Regions from separate parts of the Mus musculus genome. Here region 2 is linked to region 1. The links are chromatin contacts, called in public HiChIP or PLAC-seq maps. All regions are on one chromosome and are shown on one strand. The core of a region is the stretch at or near the end of the contact, and the rest is flanking DNA. Distances in the headings are between cores, read along the strand shown.

Region 1 (2,700 bases), core at 82-2,581:
TAGATACAGATATCATATACAGAATATATACATATATAGCTGGATAGATTGTCTGATTTAAATTGACTTCTCTCTCAATTATATTAAGGCCACAGCAGAGGAAAATTAAAATGGTTGCTATGGTCTCCCAAGGCTAATGAAAAGTTACAAGGGAAGCATTCTGGTGTTCCTTCTCCTTCACATGTTTTATTTACCCACAGCATGATGAGGATGATGGTTGTGATTAGGATGATGGTGATGATGGTGGTGCTGAGGAGGAGGAGGGTCATGAATATATCAGTGATGGTAATGATGGTAGCATTGGTGAGGATGGTGGTGGGGATGATTAATAGATACCATATTGAACTCTTCCATTTGCCAGTCCTCTCCCATACATCCACTCCCTACCTCCTATTTTGTAAAATAAGGCCTCACTAGGTAGGTAGGTTGGCTTTAAACTCACAATCCTCCTGCATCAGCCTTCCAAGTACTGGGGATTATAGGCATGTTCCACCATACCTGGCCAATTGCCAAATCTTATTTCAACATATTTTATGTCCACATGTGCTGCCTGTTGCTAGCTTAGACCTCTTTATAAACTAGCAAACCTAGTTTCATTTCAGAATAAATACGAAGCAGTTTAGCCATAAGAGGACAAAGGGCACTCAAAATCCTAAAATATAAACTACTATCAGAGCATGTTGCCAATACCTTAAGATGAACATTTCCCTGGTTGTGATGACTCATCTCAGTTGTCACTTTAGTGAGATCGAGAAATACCTGGGTGATGGATCTTTTCAAATACCTGAGGAGTAGCATCTTGATTGGGCTCATTGAGGTGGGAAAAGTTGCCCATTGTGGGTGGCACCATTCCCTGTGCTAGGGTCTCTCTGCTTCCTGATTGTGCATCACAGAAACTAGAAAAGCAAACAAGACCCTGACTAGTGTCCAGCAGATTCCACAGGAGAAAAAGGCCAACAGTTCATCTTTAGATAAACTCTTGGGTACTAGAAGCTCTTCAACATAGAGAGAGAGCAAGCTTGAATGCAAGTGAAGTTATATCAGAGAGATTGAAAGTTTGTAAATGAACCAGGTATTCATGCTGGTGACCCTCCCACCATGAGTCAATATTATCGGTGCCAAAGAGAGGAGAGAAGACTGGGACTCCCTAACAACTACCTAACAAGCATTTCTTGAATATTTCTAAACCTAGAAAGAAAACAAATTGGGCCTACAAAAGGGAGACAGAGGGGAAAAGAAAAAGATGATTCATCTTGAAAACCCCCTCAGCCTCCGGTTCCTACCGTGGAGCACTTGCCGCACCCGCGCTGTGATCCACCCAATTATTTTAATGTCATCATTCTTTCTCCTTTTCTCTCTTTGATCCAGAGATTAGCTGAGCATATTCTGTGTTTCCCACATCCTGCCCACATCCTTTTATCTAAATGTCTTCAAGGTCTCACAATGAGGTACCAGCAACTTCTTTAAAACATCTTTGTCTCTTTCTTGGCCAGTCTTTCTGGAAATATCTCTTGTCACTGCAGATGGATTAAGCATTTTCCTCTTTTTGACAAATGTTGGACGTCATGACAGGGGTGGGGTGGGGGGCTTCAGAGCTAAGCAGGCAAAGTGGTCCCTGCCCTCAGGATGCTAGCCTTCTAGTTGAAGAGTCAACTACTAGAGAAGTACACTCAAGCTGTAATGAGGGAGCAACGCACACCCTCTAAGAGCTCACCAAGCATTCTAGGCTTAGTGTAGAATTCCATTCACAGGGTGGTCTAGATCCAGAAAAGTGAGAAAGAACAAGCTATGTGACAGTTTATAGAAAGAACATGCCAGAGGGATTGAAACTACAAAAACATTCTGAGTAAGAGACCACATTGGGCATATTCAAAACATCTTCAGAGTCAAACATGAAAGAACACACAAAAATCTCCAGGATAATCAGGGGTGAAACAGCCTAGCAGCAGATTGCTCAGGGACTCACTCAAGAGCAGAAAGAGAAATTCACACCAAAGCCATGCAGGGAACTATTTTAAGTGATATAGAAATAATCACCTACATTTCAATTATTTGGCCAGTGCTCCTGAGAAACCAACAACCCTATTCCAACTTCTGCCCTTAGTGAAATCAACACCAATGCCATATTGGCTATGTGGAGGTAGAGGGGGCTGTTGGGACATATATTCAAAATTCCTTTTTAAATAGATTTCTGATCCTCACTTTAAAAAAAAATAGCTCTAGGTTCCCACTCAGCTTGGCATATATTAAAAATCTGTTTGGAAGCAAACTGTTTTTTAAAGTACCTTTGGTTTTAATTAGTTTAGCATTTTAATTTTACGAAAGGACAGGAAGCCTCGATAAGAAGTGCCTTCCATTAGTGTGTCTGAGTCTGCACCATGATGCTGCACTGAGACAATTGATGTCATGTTAATTAATAATTATCTGAGGGACACTGCAAATGTGGAAGGCCACTGTGACTCACCCGGATCGCCTTGCGCTCAGTCCGCTTTAAAGTGCTATTAATTCCTGTTACAAATGACAGGATCGTTTAATTTCTTAAATGAGACATTTTTATCACCCATAGGGCCTTTCATCTCAGTGAATTTATGCGTTCTGGTGAGCCCCAAAACCCATTTCTAGTTTTCAAAACACATTTTGCCCCCGTTGTTTTACCTATATTTGATTTGACCCATATGTATAGACTCCATATGAGTCTAG
Region 2 (2,700 bases), core at 77-2,576, 470 kb before region 1:
ACTCCCTATAATGCAAACTACTTAAATTCAGGCAGATATCTGTGTGTTGAGTATGCAACTGCATGTTGTGACTATCCAGTATATAAGTGTGAGGGAACAGAAGAGTAGGTGTTCATTATGTAAGTAAGCTAGCCTCCTGCTAGGATTCTCAACTTGATTGCTAACTTGGGAGGATTTAGAAACCAGCTTTTGGGTGTGTCTTTAAGAGAGCTTCTAGATTAGGTTAACTGAAGCGCAAAGATTATAGAGAGTACTATTCCATGGGTGGGGTTCCAAATTCAGTAAAAAGAAAAGAGGGAACAGATTCCCCACATTCCTCTTTCTCTGCTTCGTGACTGCAGATCCATTGTGGTCAGCAACCTCTATGCCTTCCTTCCATAATGAACCACCGAAAGAATCCTTCCCTTCCTCAAGTAGCTCTTGTCAAGGTACATTATCCCAGCTGTGAGGAGTAATAATCCTAACTCACGAGACTTTTGTCTGAGAAACCCATAAATTCTTCCTATGTCAACATAAAACCATGCCCACACCATACTCCAACCAAAAAGTCGACTGCAGGCCAAGTCCTGAAGGCAGTCAGAGACTTCTGACTTTGCACTACCAAGTTACCTGAGAATGCACTACCCCCTTTTCTGTGACAGGGGGTTACATATTAGTGGTAATATGTAATCACAATAATAATAAAAATATAATGACTTTTTCAGGTAAATGAAATGACCTGCTAGCTGTTTCCCCTGTGTAGTATTGTGTCAAACATATACCACTGGGTGCTTTGGAGAAGGCTATTTTATGAATGGGCATAAAACTCAGGTCTGTGATGCAAAATTACTCCAACTGACTTGGTAAGTGGCTACCATTTTATGTGTGGAAATATTTGTGTGTTTGTGTGTTGGTAACTGAGCTCTCAGCTCTAGAAAGGCTAGCGCTGCTGAACAATTCACAACAACTCATCACAACTTAGGAAGAAACTTGAGAGTCAGTCACAACACCCACATTCCAGGCGAGGGAGGACCCACTAATCCAGAACAGACAAGAAACCCCAATTAAACACCAAATCATGCCAGCACTCTCTCTTTTTCTTAAAGAAAGAGACTTTTCAGCCTTTCCATGATTTGCTTATTCTCAGAAACAAAGGGGAAGGAATTGCAGAGCTTGGAGCAGCACACAAAGGGCCCCAATCTCCCACCTTCTATTCAATAAAGTGAAGTGGAGAAAGGAAACTACTATTCAACCAATAAGCAGGTATTGTTTTCTTAAGTGAGTGTGCAGAGAACCCCGGAGATGGCGCCTTGTGGTTTCCTCAGCTGGAACCCTGCCTCTTCGCCACCTCATCTGAGACTTGTCCAAATGCATCTGCTGGCCCGACCCTCTCCACCTGCCCCCACGATCTCCACAGCTGTCACTCTCCAAATTCACAGAGATGAACTCAGTGTCTGAAAGTTGGAAGAATGCTGACTGCCACAGGGATGACAGGGAGATGACAGGCTTCTGGGGTTGCTGTTTTCTATGTTGCTGTTCCAGGGCACGGCAGCTCACTTGGTGGACATAACAGGCAATCTGGCCTCCATGCAGACATCCAGATGGTTGTTAGGAGAGGAGAGGGGCTGGCCATCAGGAAACCCAATCCAGCTCTTTCATTATGGGAGACTTTCTCCCCATTGCCCGCAGACTACACGGCCTCATGAAAGACAGCAATGTTTCAAACTCCTAACATCCATATTACTGCTCATTTTTAAAATATGTGTTATGAAAGAGAATGAAATACAGCTTGGGCGAGCAGCCTGGCTGAAGCAAAGGATGGAGGAATCTTGAAACACAGAGATATTAATGAAGACCCTGGCCCTGCCCCAGCACATGTGTGAATTCTGATTATTCAGTTCTGTCCCTGCATTGGAGTCACCTCTAACCAGAAAAGGTCTCAGGTCCCTTCCAACAACGACAGGAAAGGATAAATATCAATCATGTTCCTTCAGTGCCATTCACGGGACTTTGAATGCATAGCTACTAAATGTCAGAAGCTAGGAAAGGGTTCATGTCCCCAGGGAGCTTAAAATGAAGCTTTATTATTATTGATGTCACTGTTGTTGTCTGACTCTTAATGCTTTAAGCTTAGATTTCTACAGGAATAAATAAGGGAAATTGAAACACATTCTCTAAAATACTAATTAATTGGAGGACTCGATCAGCCTCTATAAAAAGTCCTAAAAAGCACAAAGAAGCAAAACAAGCTCAAAGTTCTAAACCTAACCCAGCTAGGCAGACAAGGGTGCCATCTGAAATATGCCATTTGGGATCAGCCTGGGAAGTTTTGAAAACTGAGAGATGAAATCTTTGAGAACCCTTTCCTTTAGGAATAAAACTTGGATTTTATCCAAGGCAATAGCATAGGGAACGGAGAAGGAGAATTCCAAAGCACAAACACCAATGAGCTTTTGAGAGTCAAACATGGAGAAGAGCAAAAATGAAAATCCAAAGATGCAGGGAGTGAGACAAAGAAAAAAAAAAAAACTAATCTCCTACTGATGCGAAGACACCCGTGTTTCATCCAGCAGCCTTGGCCTTATGGGGCCTGGGAATCTGAAGAAAAAAAAAATGATGTTACCTTAACATACCCAGAGAGGAAGCAGATGCCTTTACTCTACCTGCCAGAAGTATGCAGGAGGACTTCCCACTTCCCAAGGCCCTGGAGAAAAGCAGTGT

What was found. HiChIP or PLAC-seq counts read pairs in DNA pulled down with a chosen protein or histone mark.
Region 2: a contact with region 1 is called in a BATF HiChIP or PLAC-seq map of CD8 T cells, with 6 read pairs. The contact joins two enhancer-like sites. A contact is called at or near these places in 2 of 484 Hi-C or Micro-C datasets (liver and myocytes) and 1 of 115 datasets of contacts at active chromatin or transcription factors (CD8 T cells).

Annotation. Positions count from the first base shown.
Region 1 is chr12:25,358,787-25,361,486 of GRCm38.p6, reverse strand. The region is part of intron 1 of Gm36723 (a long non-coding RNA gene); the gene reads right to left. Among named protein-coding and RNA genes, the nearest start is that of Gm36723, 4.2 kb to the right of the region's middle. Within about 2 kb of position 1,331, at least 30 of the 459 cell types and tissues checked have an H3K27ac peak or open chromatin away from gene starts, as enhancers often do. A contact at or near this core is called in CD8 T cells, where this site is marked.
Region 2 is chr12:25,829,042-25,831,741 of GRCm38.p6, reverse strand. No RefSeq gene overlaps it. Among named protein-coding and RNA genes, the nearest start is that of Gm29835, 150 kb to the left of the region's middle. Within about 2 kb of position 1,326, at least 5 of the 459 cell types and tissues checked have an H3K27ac peak or open chromatin away from gene starts, as enhancers often do. A contact at or near this core is called in CD8 T cells, where this site is marked.